4 separate regions of the Sus scrofa genome follow, and regions 1, 2 and 4 are each linked to region 3. A link is a contact called in public HiChIP or PLAC-seq data. All regions are on one chromosome and are shown on one strand. The core of a region is the stretch at or near the end of the contact, and the rest is flanking DNA. Distances in the headings are between cores, read along the strand shown. Region 1 overlaps LOC106505748 (a long non-coding RNA gene). Region 2 overlaps LOC106505748 (a long non-coding RNA gene). Region 3 has its middle 190 kb from the start of KCNMB2. Region 4 overlaps LOC106505748 (a long non-coding RNA gene).

Region 1 (5,395 bases), core at 2,870-5,369, 850 kb before region 3:
AAATTGAATTTATAGGTCATGGTCTGTTATGATTCCTGAAAATCATTGAATCTTTGTAAGTTAGTGGAAGCATATAGCCAATTATTATAAATGAACACACATAATCTCTCCATTTGTTAAAATCACAAAGGTAGCAAATTAAACTGTGGAAGAATTGAGAACTAGGGCAGCTGCAAAAATATGACTTCAATAATATTAAACCTATGTCCTGCCTATTAATTGAAGAATTTAGTCCCAGTTCCATAATAAATCCCATCCTAAAATACAATGCCAGGAGGGAATGTCAGCACTATTTTTTTAAAGCACTAAAACCAATGCATGAGATGAAGTTGAAGGTAGGTTTGTTTGTTGCCACTCCCACACTTAAGTGCATTTGTGTTAGGATGATTGTTTCCAAATGCAGAGTTAAATGAAGTCAGCTGGAATTTTCAAACACAATCCCCATAGTGTGGTTGCCTGGTCTGGTGGAAAGAATTCTATCTGGGTGTGGGGTGCTAATTTTTCTAAATGTAGGACGTTGGGCAAGCTGCTTAACTTCTCTGGGCCTTTTCTGTTCCCTCTCCCACACATGAGGATTTTTTTACAAAAAAATTACATTGGAGTATAGTTGACTTACAATGTTGTATTAGTATCAGGTGTTACAGCAAGGCGAAACAGTTATGTATATACATATATCCATTCTTTTTTCACATATAGGTTATTACAGAATATTGAGTAGACCTCCCTGTGCCATAAAGTAGGTTCTTGTTAGTTATCTACTTTACATATATATATATATAGCAGTGTGCATGTGTTAATCCCATCCTCCTAATTTTTTTTTTTTTTTTTTTTTTTTTTTTTTTTTTTTTTTAGGGGCCATACCAGCAGCATATGGAAGTTCCTGGGATAAAGGTTGATTTGGAGGTACAGCTGCCAGCCTAGGCGATAGCAACACCAGATCTGAGCCCTGTCTGCAACTTACACCACAGCACACAGCAATGCCGGATCCTTAACCCATTGAGCAAGGCCAGGGATCTAACCTGTATCTTCATGGGTACTAGTTGGGTTCTTCCTAATTTATACCTCCTCCTCCCACAGTTTCCCCTTTGGCAACCATAAATTTGATTTCAAAATCTTTAAGTTTGTTTCTGTTTTTCATAAATAAGTTCTTTTGTATCTTTTTAAAGTTAGATTCCACATGTAAAAGATATGGTATTAACATAAGGATTTTGGATTGGATGTTCTCTAAAAACATTTTCCTGTATATTTAAAAAATTGTTCTTGTTTTCTTCATATATAATATATATATGCATTCTTTTCATGGTGGAGAACTCCCAAAATAAAGCAAAAAAAGAGAAAGTCAAACACACACTTAATGCTACAGTCCATAGATACACATGGTTAACATTTCAGTGTATATTCTTGCAATCTTTATGTGTTCACATATACAAAAATGGAATCATCCTATATACACACCATTTTGATACTCACCCGTTTTTCATTTAAAAATGTGAATATCTTTCTGTCATGATTTTTAAAAATGGAATCCCAGTTTATGAATAGGCTATTTCTTTACCAATCCCCTATGAATAGATAATTTAGTATTTTTTAATCTCTAGCAATTTTGCACAATGTTATAATCAAAATCTTCATGGCTAAATCTCTGTCAGCACTTCGCAATTCTTGTCTGAGGGTAAATTGCCCAAAACAGGAGTGGTGGCTCAAAAGGTACATATATTTCTTAGGTGTTGATTGTATTACTGAATATATTGCTGAATTCATGCAGTTTTAATTGTCTTGTGTCCTTTATTTTTGGAGACAATGAATTACAGTTGGACTCAGGCATCCTCTGAGCATGAATACTGCCTTATAATAAGGCATGTCTGGGCGTACTTGTACACATGCATACTTATATGTGAGCAGTCTTGATATTATGCCATTCTGTGATTACTTGGGCAGAAATGCTATGTACATTTATATGAATATCTTCTTTTTCCCAGAGATTACTATAGAAAAAAAGTCACTATACATTTTCAAATTTTCAGAGAATTTCCAACTGATTCTCTAAGATCCTTCTAGCCCTAATAGCTTGAGTTTATTTTTACACATTTATTGTGCAAATACTCTGTGCTCAGTGATGAGGCCTTTGGCATGAAGAAGCACTGTGTTTGGGTAAAAGAGAACTGCACAACAATGGCAGACATACAGTGTCAGTGGTGAGTTGTGTAGCCTAGACAGAAGAGCTGTAGGCACTAAGAGAAGTCAGGATGTTCCCTGGAGTAGGGAGACATGGAATGGAGGGAGATCTTGGAAGATGCTGGGTTAGCCAGAACTCTGCCAGCACCTGAGAGAGAAGAACCACCTCAAGTGAGGTTAGCAAATAGTTGCATTTACTGACTCCTATAATCAGCCCCTAGGAAGAACAGGAATTCTTTCTCTCTCTCTCTCTCTCTTTTTTTTTTTTTTCCTTTTGTTTTCTTCCCTCTGTGGGTTGCCTTCATTCTCAAAATTCTCTAAGTGAGTGACTGGATTTAGGATGCTAGCTGTTTATGCTTACATCTTTAAAGTCTTAAATGTAGAGGGAAAAAAACCTGTTTCTCCGCTCTAGTTTGAAAAATCTTAAGCAGCAGTCTGACTGGCCTGGCTGGATGGGCCTGCACATGGAGCAGTATTGGCCCAAGGGGAGAAATCATGATTGGCCAGCTTGTGTCAAATGTCTGTCCACACCTGAGGTCAGGGAGGTGGAGCTGTTACTTTAAGAGGGAAAAAGGTCATTTGTTTGTGGAATCTAAAAAAGCTGAATTCATAGAAGCAGAGTAGAATGGAGGTTACCAGAGGCTGGGGTTAGGGAGATGGGAAGAAATGGACTACAAATTCTGGTTATAAGAAGAATATATTCTAGGGATCCAATGTGTAGCATGGTGACAATAGTTAACACTATTATACTGTGTACTTGATAGTTGCTAGAAGAGTAGATTTTAAATGTTATCATAACAATAATCAAAGTGGTAGTTATGAGAGTGAAGCATATGTTAACTTTTTTGTGTAAATGTTTCACAGTACATACGCGTAGCAAATCATATTGTAGACCTTAAACTTATACAATATTGTGTCAATTATATTTCGGTAAAGCTAAGAGGAATGGAAAAAACAATAGTGGGTAAACTAAAACAGGATGAGCATTTAAGATGGGTTGGATTTATTGGATAAAATATTTAGTAGAGTATGTCAGTAGCAGGTGATCAAACTATATGAATTAAACGAATAAACAATTGAATGAAAGAGCACACATGGGAGTAGAAGAGAAAGTTTCTCTTTGATTACCAGAATTTTATATTAATTATTCATTTAATCTTCATAAAATCTTTCAGATGTTTGTTTATATTTACAGATAAGGAAAGTGAAGAGGTTAAATCAGAGCCCTTCATTAATAGCTAATATTCCAACATAGTTAATGTGATTCTTCTAAAGCCATGATCCATGTACCCTGTCTTAGACAGAGGTTGGTTAAAAATCAAAGGAAAACAAAACAAGCAAACAGCAACAAGTTAATGTACAAGCAAAAAATAGTTTCATAGTAACAGTTCTTTCTTGGGTTTCTAGAATGCCATGAAGAAGAATACTTATACCTTTCTGTGATCTCATCCTGCGCTGGTGTTGAGCCTTGTTCATTTCTGAGCTCCTGACCTAGTTTGCAGTCCTCTAGTCTTTTTCTTCCCTGCCCCCGTCCTGACTCTGCATTCCAAAGCTTAAAATAACTCGTGTTGAAGAGTAAGACTCCTTGGACTTAAGGAAAGATAAGCTAGAATCTGTTTTAACGGGTGAGCTGGGGAAAGGCTGTGAAAATTTCTGCATTTCTAATTTAGCTACAACACACTTTTTAGTGGAACTGTGATTTTGACTCAGATCTCTCTCCAAGATCTATCTGTGTGTGTGTGTGTTTTCTTTTCTCCTCCTCCGTTCTATCTGGGGAAAGTAGTGGAATAACATGGTCAAAGATTGATTATCCCAGGTGCTATTTTCTTGATCTCTGTTGTATTAAAGTTTATAATTTCCAGCACTTAATAAAATACCAAATAATATATAGCAATCTACATTTCTCATTGTTTTCTCTTTGACTTAGGTCAACACAGCCTACACTGTTCCCTCAGCCTGGTACCCTTTTCCTTCTTGTCATCTGGTAAATGCCTGCTCATCCCCAATAACCTGGCTGGTGCGTTATCTTCTCTGCGATGCCTTCTCTTAGGATTCACAAAATTTTGTGCCTATATCATCAGTGTTGTCTTAGCACAGTGTGTTATAAATATTGTTTACTCATTTGGCAACACCAGGACACTGTGCTTCTTCAAGGTGTGGATCATACCTTGTTCACCTGTGCATCCCCTCCAGTGTCCAGCATGGCGTCTGCCACTTTACAGGTACTCAGACATTTTTTAAATAAATAAAAAAAATACTCAGTTATTCCTATAGAAGTGGAGGGCTGTGCACCAGATGGGATGTTCAGTAACACTAACATCGATTGATCCGAGAGCAAGAGAAAGATGCTGTATGTCCTTGAGCAGGGGATGACATGATAAAATTCATGTTTTAGAAGAATAGATGTGGCAGCAAGATCCATTATTTGAAACTTTCAGGCCTTGGAATAATTGCCAGTGTTTTGATGTTCTTCTGTAGCTTTGGGGATACAAATGGAACTAATGGGAAAGAAACTCTTCTGGGAACTTCTCAGAAGTAACTGGTACTGATTCAGCAAAACAAGCCTTCAGAAAGGATCCCAGCATGTTACCTTGTTCCCCAAGGCTCCAAGAATGTGAAAAAAAAAAAAAAAAAAAAAGACTTTTTTTTTCCCTGAGTTAAGTGCCAGGAATTCTTAACTAACACATCCTCTCCTTTTGTTTCCTTGTGCTTTGTCTCCCTTCCACTTATGTGTTTATTTGCATACACTCCACCACTGAAGGTACTGTTGACAGTGGGGTCTGATCTACATTGTAATTACAACACTACTAATTTTTCTTAAAAGTAAATTGGTGCTTTTACAGTTGGCTTGCATATGTCACAGTAGTTGCAGCCACCTAAGAAAGACTTTTTAGAGTCTCCAGACTTGGATTGCTGTTGCCTGGATCATGGCACATCAGTCTTGCCAGCCTGTCTTGGCATGCTCCATAGTTCTGTGCCACATCACAACCGTGAAGGCAGAGTTTATAGATGATGAAACAGAGAAAACAGGGTGAGTAATGCTAAATGATTGATTAAAGTCATACAGATCTAGGATAAGCCCTAGATAATAAAAACATACTTCAAGATAAACTGGAAAAAGGGAGACCAGTTAAAAAATGGTGAGGTTGGAATTATCAGGAAAGAGTCTGCATGTCTACTTCCCAGTATGTGCTGAATGACCCCAACCACTAAAATCATT
Region 2 (5,394 bases), core at 235-2,734, 950 kb before region 3:
TGTTACATCCCAAGCCAGCTGCAGGGCAGAAATTCCTGGTTTGATTTGTGTTTTAACCAGCTCAGCCGTTTTGTGGCTTGGCCACTGAAGTGCTCTCACAAAGACACAGACCAGAGTGGACTCAAACATGAACTCTGGTGAGAGATGAGTTCTGAGAGGAATCTAATTCAACAAAGGAGATATGTAAACAGGACTCAGGAAGCTGTGGCCACAGTCTTCTCTTAGGAGGCTTTAACTTTCTCAGTTTTGAAATACCGTGTTTGTTTCGCTGTGTGGTGAATGTCAGTATATTAACATTGTACTTTGAGATTTCTCAGCTGGCAGTGTGATAAAATTTAAAATATTATTCTCATTTAGTATCGTTTTAGAATTTTCATGGCATTAATGAAACTAATGAGAAACAACTTATGCTATTGGGAAGGGAGAGTGAGTGTTTTCAGCTGAGTTTTGGCATGGTTCAGTCTTTAAATGCATGACAATGGATTTATTATTGAAGAAATAAAGAGATTGGGCAGAATCAGCAGTTGATCATTGGAAGACAGTCATTTACTTTTTTTTTTTTTTACAGATAATAAGTAGTTTCTTGTGTATCTTTCTAATATTTTTATGCACATTATAAGAAAATACAAATAAATCTTCATATTTTTCCCCTGGACTTCTCAAAAGGTAGACCATCCAGTCTTTTATGTCAGAAAGCTTATAGCCCATGTTTAAATAATAATAAAAAGACACAACTATTAAGAGGGTAGATATTTTAGGTCTAGACTTTTACTGGTTGTAATGTTTGAATGTGAGAGTCCTCGTGGTTACAGATAGAAGCCTTGCTATAGTAGTCGCTAGTTAGTTTTTCCTTGGTTCCCAGAGGCTGCTGAATAATACACATTTGCTTGACCTGCAGTGAAAATAGAATAAGAGAAAGAAGAAAATGTGAAGTGGAACAGTGTGGTTGGGAAATTTCCACACCTTTATCCTTGGGGAAAAAAAAAAAAAGAAAAAACCTCTCTTATAAGTAAGGCTAAAGAGAATATTAAATGCATACAGTATGAGTCAAAGAAAATCATATTAACATTTATTCATCAAAGTGGATCGTTGGTCTCATCTGCATATGTGAAATTTATGGGTGACAGCCTGAACTCTCTGTCAGGGCATAGTCATATCAAACCGCAAGTGTCTGAATCCTTATTGCTTAAGTGCCTAGTTTCTAGGGTGTTTTGTTTCTGTTTTTCTTTTTAATTCTTCTTGTTTTGGCCCTTGAGAATCCAAAGAATGATTTCTTAACAAAAAATAAGACTAGCCAATAAATGAAAAATTAGGAAATTCCTCCATGATTTGGACAAGATTTGAAATTTTTTTTGTCTTCTCTAAGAAGATTTAATTTAGGAGTATGAACCAAGAAAAATTACAACATCATGCTCTGACCAGCTTGCTTCAGATAATGGCTTGTGTGACCAATGGATGTCTTGGGGGAAGGGAAATTCACAGAGAGCAATGAGGAACTTCTCTGTCATCTCAGGGTTTCACAATAAACACAGGAAACATTTGTAGCTGGCCCTCCGTTAGCCCAAAAGATTAGCTAATCCCTTATTTCACCATAAAATGCATTTTCAGCACAAGGTTCCTGAACTGCCAGCAAAGACTCATCGTGGCAGGCTCACAGTCCTCCTGGATGACAGTTGAAAGATGCTTTACCCTGTTCATGCAGACCCGGGCAGTTAGGAACCTGCCCAGGGGATATGTCTGGTGGACCAGAGTCTCTCCATAGCCCACCAATCAAGCTAGCTGATTCCCATGTCAAGCATGCCCTGGGAATTCTGCAACAGTGTTCTTAGAGTAATATCAGATTCCTGAAGCCCAGAGATGGATTAACTGTCCAGGTGCTCCAGCCAAATTCCGATTCAAATTAATACATCCTGTCCATACAACCTTTCACCTCTGTAGAGTGGAACTGTGACCTCCTGTTGCTCAGAGAGGAAAGAAAAGAAGCTGTATTTTACCATAGTGGTTTCAGAATACCTTTACACCTAGCCTGCAGCCTGCTTCACTATTTGTGGGTTGTCCACTGGCTTTTTTTTTTTCTCTAGACATAGTCATTTATTTCAAAAATGCTTGGTGTAATTTTTGAAATTATTTTAATTTGTATAAAGAATTCATCACAGATTTATTTTGGTAGAAGAGGCTTCAGAGATTATCTAATCCAACGGTCCAATGGCCTTTTATTTTCACAGATGAAGACATGGGAAGCCCAGAGAGGTTAAGTGCCATGCTCAAGGTCACTCAGCTAGTTAGCCCTAGTAAATTTCCAGTGTGAGCACAAGGTGAATTCCTAAACTGTTCCCATGGGTTCCATGTTTCCACAGCTCCTCATTAAGCAAAGCCCTGAATGAGAGAGCAGTTTTGTCACACATGCTATACACACCCAGCACTTTTTGCCTCTAAGACATTGTACGATACCTCTAAGAATGCCACAGGCCTGAGATCAGCTGGGAAGGTCAGCTGCCCACAGAGCTTCCTGTGCACTGAGTGACATGACAGCTGGAGAGTATCTATCATATTTGTCTTCCAGAACCACCCCCCCCCACAACTAAGCTGGAATTTAGCATAGGCTCCAAATCGCAAATAGGACCAAATTCACTTTCTTTACTCATCTCGCACCACAAGGCTCTCTATATAAGATAGAAAAATATAAAATAAGCACTAGCAACAATTACAGTAAAGGGAAAATTATTTTGATAGTAACATAATAAAGACAGGTCAAATTTGTACACAGAAGCAAATATTAAAAATCTCCGTTTAGTGTCTGGAGAATGGTGTTAACTTTGGCGCTGAGTTGCTAAGTGGCCTTAGCAAAGTGGGACAGATGATCTGTTATAAGGTTCAGAATATTCATAAGACTAAAAAAAATCAATTCAAGGGAAGCATAGCTTTTACTCATAAAGAGAAGTTCTTAATACCATCCTCTCAGATATAACAGTGAATTTCATACAGCTGTGTCTCATTATATTCCTCAGTGCAAGCCAAAGGCACAACAACTCACAAATTAGAAAACATGTTTCCAGGATATTGAACGTGGGAGCAAAACAATGGATCTAAGTACACGCTGAGCTGTTTAGAAATCAGTAGATGATACGTCCTTAAGGAAATCTTCTGTAGTACTATTCCTTAAAATTGTTTTTTTGAATAATTATTGGGCAGCAAAGAGAGAAGAAATTAGTGAGTCCAGTGAAGATATTGGTTCCTGAGGCAAAGACCACTCAAGGTCCCTGTATGGTCAGGCCATTCAAGATGTCTTACTCCCTGTACATCCCCTGCTTGAGCAGGCCCTGCTTCACTCACATGAATCCTCTTAATTGTAGGGCTTAATCAGTAACTGCTTGCATACTTGCCCCCTACCACCTGCCCCAGCCTCTGCTTTCCCTGGTAACCAATAAGCCAACCTGACGTCCATTGCCCCTCTAATTGGTAGCCTCCTTCTCTCCCAAGTAGTGAAGACTGCTGCCATGTCCTGCCTGCTGTAGGCTGTGCACCATGAATTGATGTCCCAGGACTCTTTGCTTCAGACATATAAGATTCCTTGTCCAATAAACCATTAAGTCTCTGTCACTGTATCAGGGTTGTTTCTTTGGTCTCAAAGCTGGGCAACTACAAGGCTTGCAGGCCTGTGCCATGCAGCCCAGTAGTCCCCAGTGTCCATGTTCCCTGCTTCTCTTTGTACCTCAGCTAGAGTACATTTCCCAGTCACATTTATCGTAGGTATGAACATGTGACTGAACTTGCCTGGTCCACTCTTGCTCCATTCTCCCTCTGTTTTCCCATATACCCTTTAAACCCAGAGGACTCCAAGGATCTTGAGGCAGAGCTACAGGATGGAAGGAGCCTGGGCCCCTGATTGACTGCGAAGAGCAGGGTCTATAGTGGACTCTGATATGGGCAATAAATAAACTTTTAATGTATTTATTAAGTTTGGGGGTTTCTTTATCTCAGCAGCTAGTATTATATTAAATAATATAATCTTCAAACCTTTCAAAGGTATTGAGGAAGATGCCTTCAGTAGCTCCATGATCCAGTCGCTCCTCGTTACATTAAAAAAACAACTGCCCAAAAGACTTTTTTCAAGGCCATGTCATTTCATTTCCATTAGGCTTTAGGAAACTGACTAGCTATGGGAATCAGACTGCCTGAGCTTGAACCTTAACTTTTCCATCTATGTGCCTTGGGCAAGTTACCTGACTTCCCTAAGCCTCAGAGGCCCCACCTATAACATGGGGATAGTAATCAGACCTGCTCTCAGAGTGGTTGGACCGAGAAAATGCTCAGCTGGGATTTGGCATCTAGCACACACCTGATTACTCTTAGCTAGTAATGTTGCTGTTCTTTGGAAATGTGTACTCATTTGTTGGTTTACATGAGGAAGGCCCAGGGCAGGACAAGCCCAGTCTGTGCACAGCTGGCTTGGTTTCTAGCAGAAAAGTATACAGGCTCTCCTCCTCCCCACCCCACCTTCTTCCCTGTCCCCTGCTTTGTTAAGCCCATGCAACCTTCAGACATTGAAGCAGGCTGTCACAATCTGAGACCTGTTCAATACATCTGAAATCTCCCAGAAACTTTCATGTGATCCTTCAGGAAAAAGAGTATGAAATAACAGTAATAATAATCCCTGATAATGAGTACAGACTTTTGAGCATATATATATATAATTCGAAAAGTCTGTGATTCTGTCAGAGAATGTTTTGATGTTGAAAATGTCTTACAGTATTCCTTGATAAGGCATGGAAAGATAATTTCTGGATCTTCTAGAAAGATCATTTTACAAAAATAGGCATTTTTGTATTGAAACAGGAAATAACTCAATTTCTGCACTAGGTAAATCTTTCTTGAGGTTTTTAGTATCTTTTTCTTCCTTGCCCCTGACTGGAAACATAAACATACCTAGAGTCTTGGCTAATAATAACATCAAGATGTGTACAGACCTGGCCTTCCTCAACAGCCTGCTGAGTTATTTGTGTTGGAAAAGATTTTTATCATAAGTACATTTCTTCTCTTGCTGTCACATGATGCACCATTGAATTTCCCATCACACAAACGTTCTAATCTCATTTACAGTCACAGAGGTTGAAAATAGATAATTAATCAGCATTCAAGTACCTCACAATCTGTAAAGTAGACCAGATATGGCTGGACTGGCAGCAATGTGGAGCGTTGCAGGGGCTCTGGAATGGGGGCTAGTCAGCTGTCAATGAGTCCTATGACTTTCCACAGCTCCTGGATTCCTCTGTCATTCAAAGAAATTGGGTTTGTTTCTCTCAGTATCTCTCCATTCCTCATGCAGTAGGATGAGCACCATGGTTATAAATATTTCAGCTGAATTTACAATATTGTCTTCATTCATGAAGCAAG
Region 3 (5,387 bases), core at 210-2,709:
ATGGACACCTGTCTCCCCAGGAAATAATTTATGTTCCCATAGACACACTCTGGCTTTAACAGCTGATAACAAAAGTTGAGGGATAAGGAGAGCTTTGGCCATATATGAAATGTTCTCTTCTGGTGTTCCTCATCTGGGCACTATGTGACCTTCAGTGGCCTCTGATTCCGTGAAATGAAGTGGAATCACTACCCCCTGATGGGTAGAGTGAAGAGATCTGAGAGGAATTCACAGTGGCTGTCTGTTCAGGGGATCTGCAATATCAAGAAACCAGGAAGCAGACTGTCCTCAGAATATCTCTCATCTGCCTGCCCCCTGCTCCCTTTACAGTCACTAAAGGGAGAAATGTTGCTTCCAGGTGGCCAGAGGTGGGATGTTCACATGACTATCTGACCCTTGCTGGCAGATAAGGCAGGGATGACAAGGCAGTACCTTCCATGTCTAAGAGTGGCATAGTTTGCATAGCATTTTCAGACACATTCCTCCTTACAACCTTGTGAGAGGAGGAGGACAGGGATTATTATCACTATCTGTTAGAGGAAGGAACTAAGGCCCATTAGAATTCTGTGACTTTCCCAGAGTAGTAAAGGTAGTTAGTGGTTGAGCCAGGCTGAAACTTTGGAACTTTCAACAATTCCATCTTGTTTCTGTGCCCAGGCATTTTTGTGCAATTGGCTATTCATCCTGTTCTTGTCTCCAAAGCAAAGCAACCTGTGTTCAACCAAATAAGAGAAAGAGCTCTAAGTGACTTTTCTAGATCCTTTCCAATGCCAGATATCCATCCCCCACACTGGTAGCTATGGCCCTCTGAAAACTAACACAAGAATTCAGGAACTGTGTTTTTACATCTTTTCCAGATCATTTTGGAAGGAGCAATAATTTATATGACCTTTAGGTGGGGACCAAGACAACATACTTCATTAGGAATTATGAATTAACATAACACTCAATATTTATGTATTTATTCAAGTACTCTGTACCAGGAGTGAGGAGCTCACCATCTAATAGGAAAAACAGGTACTAAACGAACAAGAGCAGAATGACTTAACTCTAACAATAATATTTAATAAATAACAATGCCCAGGGTACTGGGCAATATGTGATGAACTTATCAATAAACAAACCTCAAGTTGTAAGAAAAATCACAGAAGAAAATATAGTCCCTTTTGTATACAATGATTTTCACTATTTGTGGAGATGACAGAAAAAAAAAACAAAAAAAAAAAAAAACAAAAAAAAACGCCTCAGGAGTGGCTATAAGCTATAAAAAAAAAAAAAATCTCAAAAAAGACCCTGTGGTCTCCATGCCACCTGCCCCTTAAGGAAGAAAGGGTTTCTCCAGAAACTTCTGTTACTCTGGGCAGGTGACTGACTTATAGCTCAGGTGTGCATTTGCCTGCTTGAATCTGCCACTGTTCCAAACAGTGCTCTATATATAGAGATGACTTCACCCTCTGCTGGAATGCAGCAGCTGTTCAGCAGCGCACACTGATATGCTACAAAGACTTAGGCCATATCTAATTGAGCACTTCAATACTGCAGAGATAGGCGCCTGGAAATATTTAGATAAAATGCCTTTAGCCAGATGGAAGCTGGCCAGGACACCAGGATAAAATCTTCATCTCATAGAGCTGCCAGTACATCTTGGCGGGGGGCTCCATGGAGGGACGTGGCGTCAGGAGAGAGGCTGCTCTGTCCCATCCACCCTTCCTGCTGTAAACATGACATAAAAAATAACAGGGAATAGGAGAAATTGGCGTTTTGCTGCTTCCTCCTTCTCCCCACGGAAGACCAAATAGAGCCTACCCTCTGTGAAAATAATCTGAATGGTGATGGTGCCTACATGTCAGAAAGGCTCCCGGTTCTCAGATTTCCCCACAAGACTGCCCCCCACTGCCAGCAACTCCCACATTTCCAGCCCTGGAAATTAATCAGTGAATACAGTAAAGCAGGGCATTGCCATCCCACTGTTTCTACATAAACTGGCTGTTCAAACTACTTTTATAAACTTACTTTTAAAGCTTAACAATATCAGAAAACATTTCAAAAAGTGATAAAGACTACAATTCCTTTTTAAAATGTGAAATAAAACCCTGCAAAGTAGACAGAGAAAATTATCATGGACCATTCCTCTACTCTAAACCAAAACAAAGTGACTGGATCACTGTGTTGTACAGCAGAAATTATTACGACCTTGTAAATTAACTATACTTTAATAAAACTTAAAAAAAAAAACAAAGTTGTAAAGTTTCCCAGTAACTTGTTTTCCTCCATCCCATAAATCATTCAATAAGTCATTTTCAAAGAAACAGGAGAATGCTACAAGATGAAACATATGAACAGAGGTAAATATGATCTAACGTGTAAATGCTGAGGGACACCCAAAAGAGCAAAACCCAGTGAAGGTTAAGAAAAACAAGGGTTTAATTATATTTAAAAAGCCTATTGTTATTGACACTAAAGGGGGGGGGCTTTTATTCTCTCCATCAGAGATCACCATTTGAGGCAGGACAAAAATAACTAAGATGTGGGTTTTCAATTATTTCAGATATTTCATGTCTACATATCCTCATGTACTATCTTTCAATTCTCACCAAAATATTGTGTGATAGATATTATCAGCTCCACTTTAAAGTCAAGGAAAGAAACTCAGAAAGGTTAAACGGCTTTTTCAAAATCCTAGCATTTATTACAGAATCCAGGTCTGATTCCAGACCACTTGATTCCAACACCCACTTGTCCACAGCCTATTTTTGTACAGCTTAGGAGACAGGGCATCTTTTTTTCACTTCCTTATATGGTAGAAAAAAATAAGAGGAATAATATTTTGTGACAAGAAAATGATATGAAATTCAAATTTTGGTATTCATAAAGTTTTATTGGAACACAGCCACTCTAATTTTTTTAATATATTTTCAATGATAGTTTTTGCAGAGTTGAGTTGTGATATAGACTGAACAATGCATGAAACAAACAAAATAACCATCTTCTTGGCTCAACCAAATATGTCTCAAAAACTGCAATATAATTAGTTTTTACTTTTGAAGAAGGAAGAGTAGATGAGACCTAGAGTACTTAGAATATCATAACGATGACAAAAATGGATTCCATACTCAAACCACAGCCATATATTATTGTAGGAGGTAAGTTTCCCAAGAAGGCCCAATGCTAAAATAAGAGAGTCCTACTGTATTAAAGTAAGTAGATTGGCATGATTCACCATAGCAATATCTTATTACATTATATCACCCAAATATTCAGAGGCTTAATTTGCCCAAGCAAAAATTGGAATATATGGTCCACGTTTGAATAAACACATGTAAACACTAAGGTAGATCAGAACTCTAAAAATTTTAAGAACTGTATTCACTTATTGTTACATATTTTCATTTTGTGAACATTTACGAGGTATGAATTTTTAATGTATGATCGAGGTATCATTTTAGGCATCAGATTATGAGAAGTCTGCTGTGCCAAGCTAAGGGGCCTGATTTTACCTAATGGTGATGGAGAACCACTGAAGACTTTCACATATGGGACTTGGGGATCCTAGTAGGTAAGTGTTCAGTGAATGAAGAGCAGTCTACAAAGGCCAGAGGAGTACAGGAGAACAAGGTGAATAAAGTGTCACCAAAGAAAAATAATTAGAAAGTTCAAGAGGTAGGATATAATGTACAGCATGAAATACAGGAGAAAAGTCCATAAGGCAAGAATTGAAAACCATCAATTGGAATGGTCACTTAGAAGGTCATTGGTGGAGTTCCCGTCGTGGCACAGTGGAAACGAATTTGACTAGGAACCATGAGGTTGTGGGTTCAATCCCTGGCTTGGCTCAGTGGGTTAAGGATCCAGCGTTGCCGTGAGCTGTGGTGTAGGTCACAGACGTGGCTCACTCAGATCTGGCGTTGCTGTGGATGTGGTATAGTCTGGCAGCAACAGCTCCGATTAGACCCCTAGCCTGGGGAGTTCCATATGCCACGGGAAGCGGCCCTAAAAAGAAAAAAAAAAAAAAAAGCCATTGGTGAGGTATTAAGGCCAGTTTCAGAGGAATGATGAGGCCAAACATTCAACTGCAATAGATTAAAAGGGGAACTAGAAGAGATTACAGATAATTTTTACCAGAGCTTTTGAGGGACCAGAAGAGACAGAGCTGACACTTGCTGACATTTGCTTAATGAAGATGCAAAGACATCTTTTTTCCTTTCTTTTATTTTTCTTTTCTTAGATAAGAACTGCTCAAATTTATAGGCTAAGGAGAATGAGCCATGAAAAAAAGTTTTTGAAAAAAGGTTAAAATATTAATTGAAGAAGCTGAATATTTAATGGGGCAAGTCTTAGTAGAAGGGGGAGAAGATAGGGCCATAATCCCTGAGAGAATTTGAAGTTGAACAAAAAGTGGGGTATCCTTTCTTCTGATACTAGGAAGGAAATGATTTTGATGGCAGGTATAAATTAGCCTATAGGACCTTATGAGAGAGGGACTCAGTCCATCATAGCTATACAACCTTGGTTTTCTAAAAGAAGAGGGAGGAAGGTTCACTGATGGAAGAAAAAAAAAAAAGGTAGGTGTTAAAGAGGTTTTGAGAAGATCAGTGGTTTTTGGAAACTGTAGATACTTGCAATGTAGAGGTAGGCATTTCCTTTCTCTATTCCCTTGTCATTATCATTCAAACATCATGTAAGCCTCCTAGAATCTAAAAAGTGACTGTCTGAAAATGACCTTACATATTTGTTACTATTTTATCTGATGCTTCTTCATGACTTTCTTTTGTCTTTTTTTACATTATTTTTCACCTGCTCATCAGATGTTATTGTTTCCAAAATTATATAACTTTGGCAAGTATTTTGTGCATGTAATTCAGTCACCAACCTCAATCAATGTTTAATTCCCCCTGGACATTCTGTGTTGGATTATCGTCATTTTACAAGTGCCTTTTTGTGGTTAGAGAGTTCTTTTTCTTCAGTTTTATGTGAGATTCAGATTTAAAGGCCTTGTTTTTAGGATCTTACCATGAAAAAAAGTCTTCTATTTTTAACATTATACTGACCTCTAGAGTGCAAAACTTGAATCTCACTAACAAAAGAAAATAGCAAGATAAATGGAAAGCCTCATTTTTAAAACTCTAGTAATCCTTATTAGGGGAGTATGCATTTAGGAAAACATTTATAATAATTGAATTTTCACACATGGTCACATGGGAAAAAACACCAAGAGAATCTCTATTTAGTCTAAACCATAATATAATATTTTTGGGAAAAGGCTTAATCTCTAAAGTACACAAACATATACACCTCAACGGCAAAAAAACAAACACAATTGAAAAACTGGCAGAAGACCTGAATAGACATTTCTCCAAAAAAGATATACAGATAGCCAATAACCACAT
Region 4 (4,784 bases), core at 1,403-3,902, 820 kb before region 3:
GGGATGCTTAAAAAGGAACAAGGACAGAAAGTGAAATGTAGTGTGCAGGGAAAATAGAAAGCATAAAATGTACATAGTGGGAACACAATGGTTAATAGTTCTCTTCCCAACCCTCTGAAGCAGCTGCATCCAGGAGGGAAGTTTGCCATGGAAACACAGGAAGTAGCAGAGATCTGGGCAACAAGGGAAGCTTTTCTTGTACTATCCAAACTGGAAGTAGCTCTCTTCCCACCAAAATGCCTGGGGCTATACAACACTTCTCTTTGCAGTGGCACAGGATGTAGAGACTGAGTGCTATTTATGGCAGCAAGCAGCCAGAGATGGCAGTTTGTAGAACATCCGTGTGGAAAGGAGCCTCCGAAAAATGGAACTGATGAGGAATTTGAATTAAAAGTGAGCTTTGAGTAATTACAGATAGAGAGATGGCATTAAATAATTGACATTAAGTCTTGACTCAGGAGAGTGGCCACTTCAACCCAGATGGTGTGAGACACAGACACAGAGGGGCTCAGCATTCAGCAATGGAAGAGCTGGATCTGAAAGAAGATCATGTAAATAGGATCATGGCAGAGATACTCCCCTCAGCCACATCTGGCTAAGGATTATTAAAATGTCTTAATGATGAGCAATTGTAAGAGATCATCAACCCTACATTGAATTGAATTTAGAGTAAACTGCAAATAACATTCAGCTTGAGTTATTCGCATGTGAATTGTTTATGGTTCTTTTTCCACAATGGGTTTTGAGTCATTCTCAATGAATTCTTTTTTATTTAATTTTTTAAAGTCTGCAAAGGCCCCTCCTGGTAATGTTACATCTGTTTACTTCACTGGGAGGATCTAAATAATAAAATTTGGGTACACAGTATGGGCTAACCAGGCCAACAGCTCCTCTCATAGAAAGCAGCTAACTGAAGCTGACCCCCACCTGGATGTACTGTGATTTGTGATTTACAAATGCAAAGGACAAGCAGAAAGGCAAGAGATGAGAGGCTGGGATATAAAATCAGAGGAGGAAGTGCAGAAGAGATGAGCGTGTAAAGGGTAGCATGAATGTCACAGGTCGGGGGAGTCTGTAACATGGGCAGATCTGAGCAGAAGGGACTTGTGTAAGTTGTGTGTGTTTTTGATTTTTGTGAAGAAAGAGGAAGAAATGTTTGGGTGAGGGAGGAAGGATGGTTATGGTCATGGACAGAAGCATGTCTGTTCTACCCTAGCTCCAAAGACTGATGGTACAGTCCCCCTGGGGAAAGAAATTACTAGCAAATGCAGAATACACTGTTTTCCTATGTAACCCAAGTGGAACGGTAGAGGGGGCATTCCACCCAGTGACAGACTTGAATATTCTTCCTCTAAGACATCTCGAAGGATTGTTGCTACTGTCTCATTAGAAGCACCTATAACCAAAGTAGTGATGAAGCACTGCCCTCAGGTGATTTCTAGAGCTCATCTGTAGGGGTGGTGGTGATGGTGATGGTGGTGTCTGTATTGGAAGAGGAAGCTGTGGGCATCTATGATGACACATTTGTAAGAGCTCATGCAACACCACTTAAAAACATCTAATTAGATCAAAGTTCCTAGGATGCTGCATAAAAATATGGAGTCAAGTGTAAGTGATACTGTGTGTATTTCTATTAATATGCCCTTTCTGTACCAGGTTCTAGAAGCATACTGTTATCTCCATTTCAGTAGTTAAGAAACTGAGGCTTAGCAGTTAAGTAATGTGTTTACTGTATTAAAACAAGAAGTGTTAATGCCAGGATTTAAACCCATGTTTATATGCCTCCAAAGCATATTTGTGTTTCCACTATGCTGTACAAGCTCATTACGCTCCTCTGACAGTACAATCTCAGAGGCAGCTGAAATAAGAACCTTAAAAAGTCAGGTCATGTGCCAGATGTTACACATTTGAACTTGGGAAATAATGGCCAAATCAACTAGAAGAGTTAATAGATCCTGAAAAACAGCAGTTCTAGGTAGAGATCAACATCATCTCTGGTTATGGGAGGAGGAATTCTTTGTTTAAGCAAAACTTAAATATGAATAAGTTTACTGATGGTTGTTCTTATGATCAAGTGTGAGGCATTACGTGTGTTAGGGTGGGCACTCGTTCACCAGTGGTTGTTATCTTGCCAGGTTGTTTAACTTGCCTAAAATCCATTTTCTCTCTATAAGATGAAGAATATGAAAGCATCTGTTTTGTAGGATTATTGTGAGAATCACCACAAATACATACTGTGGCAGATTGTATTTTCCAAAGATGGCCACACCAATATACATATCCCAATCCCACATGCATTTCTTAAATTGTGACTGATATCCTCCCACTGAAATTTGAGGTCTACATTCTCTGTTTGAATCTGGGCAGACTCGACTTCTCTAATCAATGGATGTGGCAGAAGCGATGCTATGTGACTTCTAAGACTAGGTCATAAAAAGATACAGCTTCTATTTGTTCCTTCTCCTAAGACACTTGCCCTTAGAACTCAGCTTCCACGCTGTGAGGAAGCACAGGTTAACTTACGTGGAGAGGGTAATGTAGAGAACAGACACAGCTCCCAGTAGACAGCCAACACCAAACACTGGATATGAGTGAAGAAGCTTTGAGACAGTTCCAGCTCCTAGTCTTCCATGGGAGGCTCTAGATGTCGGAGCAGAGACCAGCTGTCCCTACTGTGCCTCATCCAAATTCCTGACCAACAGTATCAGTGAGCATGACTCATTACCATTCCCTGCCACTGAATTTGGGGGTAATTTGTTATGCATCCATAGCAACTGGAACAAATTTTGATAGCATATAAATAATACAAAAGAAAAATAAGATAGCCAGGGAATTTATATAACTCATTTCCTGTTCATTAATTAATATGCATTGCTAGACCAAGTGGACTCAGTCAAGAGTCAGTTCTGGAATCTAACAATTTAGTAACCGGATTGTTAGGAAAATACAACCAAACCATAGAGGCACAATGATACTTTATATCAACAGATTAAACATGGTTCCTAGTCCCTTTTAGCTTTTGACAGAGGAAACAAACTTCTGTTCACTGACCTCTAACAAATGTTTTAGCTGAGTGCTCACTGATTTATGTTTAACTAAAGTTCTCTTCAGGAATGAGGAAATTCTAACAGGTAGCTCAGGGGTGGCTAACCTTAGCTCTTGTAATAATAATAAAACTTTATAGATGGTCTAATGTTAGATTTTTATATCCTTAATCTCGTGGGGTTTATAAATGCATTTGTATAGGCTTAGCATAGAGGCATATAGTAGTCATAGAATATAATGTGTGTGTTTGCTTCTGCTTGCAGCTGTCCAGATATATGAGTGTATGCATACCAAAGATAAATATGTGTAACAGGATGAAACAAAGAAACCAGTGACCACTTTTGGCTTCCATTCCTTGTATTAAGACATACAGTTCTGGGATAGAACCCCAAGAGGATTTGCCCAGATGTTATATGGATACATGGCAACCATCTCACTCTTGGAGAAATAAATACCATAAAAGGGTTGGGCAGGCATGGAAAGACATTATATAACTGCCAAGAATGTTAAAGGTCTAAGATTTTACTCTACTCGCAGGCTAACCATTTAGCCTGCATGGTTTCAAGGGTGCCAGTAGAGTTGAAACTGAGTCATAGGCAAAGGAGAGTGTGTTACTTACAGCAACGGCAGTAGCCAAAGAATCAGCATTTTTTGGGCCAGTTCCCAAGCCTCCTGGCCACTTCCCAGTTCTCATGGGGTGTCTTGAAGAGGGCAGACGATAGATGCAAATGTAGTCAGTTTGCTACAGGAGAAGAACAGTATTTGTTAGGGAACCTGAATCTTGTATAATATGCAGTCAGCATGCTTGATGTTTGCTTTTGAGAGAGAGACATTTTCTTTATTATACTGGACAGTAAGAATGTCTACCCTTTGCTTCACAAGGAAATGCTATCTCTATCTTCCAAGGCAGTAAGCAAACTTGATCTTTGTATTTTAAGGCTGCATATAAATATCCTTGAAAAGGTAGTTCAGAACAAAAGGCAGTCAGTATCTCTGCAAACTGATGTGCAGAAATATTAAGATTCAAGGAAAATTATACCCCAATAATAACCCCCAGTCTTCAAAGATCCAAAGAAATTACAAAACAACTCATGGTTTGACCAGGGATCAAAGGTCAATGACATCTGTATGCATTAGGCCAGATAGAAATAAATGTATATCATAATTTGGATTTGCATATTTTCCCTTTGGGACTATACTCTAAGGTGGTCCCCATCACTGGGATAGCAAAGACGACCTTAAAAAAATTCAGTTTCTCTCCAGTTCAAGTCTATCTTTTTATATTGGTTTAGGGACCAGATGGGTATGGAGACTCTGAGCCTCATAATTCACAATGACACTGTGAAATAAACAGAGTAGGTATTTATTCCTTCCAGCTGATGGAAGAGGAAATTACTCCATGGCTGGTAGAGAACACCGAGTGACAGGTTGGTAGTGGCAAATGCAGAAAGATAGTAAGAAAAGATGAGTTTCTGAGACTAGCCTAAAAGGATAAAGGGGCCCTGCTGGGGCCCAGCTGCTGTGGGTTAGAGAGGGTGTTAATCACACACTGCTTTCAAATCCATCTCCACCCTTTCATTGATCTGCTGTACTAATTGGCAGCACCCTTTGTGGAAAAACAAGCAAACAAACAAACAAACAAGCTTGACGTACTGCTTATTGGCTTAGGGAGATGCCAAGAAATATTTGTCTGTTTTGTTTTTTGTATTTTGGTCTGAGCTCTCACTGGGAAACAAAAT

Evidence for each region. HiChIP or PLAC-seq counts read pairs in DNA pulled down with a chosen protein or histone mark.
Region 1: a contact with region 3 is called in an H3K27ac HiChIP or PLAC-seq map of skeletal muscle, with 8 times the contacts expected there. The contact joins two enhancer-like sites. A contact is called at or near these places in 2 of 47 Hi-C or Micro-C datasets (embryonic fibroblasts and heart right ventricle) and 2 of 2 datasets of contacts at active chromatin or transcription factors (alveolar macrophages and skeletal muscle).
Region 2: an H3K27ac HiChIP or PLAC-seq map of skeletal muscle shows a contact between it and region 3, with 6 times the contacts expected there. The contact joins two enhancer-like sites. A contact is called at or near these places in 2 of 2 datasets of contacts at active chromatin or transcription factors (alveolar macrophages and skeletal muscle).
Region 4: a contact with region 3 is called in an H3K27ac HiChIP or PLAC-seq map of skeletal muscle, with 8 times the contacts expected there. The contact joins two enhancer-like sites. A contact is called at or near these places in 4 of 47 Hi-C or Micro-C datasets (embryonic fibroblasts, fetal skeletal muscle, heart right ventricle and 1 more) and 2 of 2 datasets of contacts at active chromatin or transcription factors (alveolar macrophages and skeletal muscle).

What each region holds. Positions count from the first base shown.
Region 1 is chr13:115,708,777-115,714,171 of Sscrofa11.1, forward strand. All of the region lies in intron 1 of LOC106505748 (a long non-coding RNA gene), which reads left to right. Among named protein-coding and RNA genes, the nearest start is that of TBL1XR1, 220 kb to the left of the region's middle. Within about 2 kb of position 4,120, at least 6 of the 83 cell types and tissues checked have an H3K27ac peak or open chromatin away from gene starts, as enhancers often do. A contact at or near this core is called in skeletal muscle, where this site is marked.
Region 2 is chr13:115,604,652-115,610,045 of Sscrofa11.1, forward strand. The region is part of intron 1 of LOC106505748 (a long non-coding RNA gene); the gene reads left to right. Among named protein-coding and RNA genes, the nearest start is that of TBL1XR1, 120 kb to the left of the region's middle. Within about 2 kb of position 1,485, at least 33 of the 83 cell types and tissues checked have an H3K27ac peak or open chromatin away from gene starts, as enhancers often do. A contact at or near this core is called in skeletal muscle, where this site is marked.
Region 3 is chr13:116,557,047-116,562,433 of Sscrofa11.1, forward strand. No RefSeq gene overlaps it. Among named protein-coding and RNA genes, the nearest start is that of KCNMB2, 190 kb to the right of the region's middle. Within about 2 kb of position 1,460, at least 17 of the 83 cell types and tissues checked have an H3K27ac peak or open chromatin away from gene starts, as enhancers often do. A contact at or near this core is called in fetal skeletal muscle and skeletal muscle, where this site is marked.
Region 4 is chr13:115,733,664-115,738,447 of Sscrofa11.1, forward strand. The region is part of intron 1 of LOC106505748 (a long non-coding RNA gene); the gene reads left to right. Among named protein-coding and RNA genes, the nearest start is that of TBL1XR1, 250 kb to the left of the region's middle. Within about 2 kb of position 2,653, at least 20 of the 83 cell types and tissues checked have an H3K27ac peak or open chromatin away from gene starts, as enhancers often do. A contact at or near this core is called in fetal skeletal muscle and skeletal muscle, where this site is marked.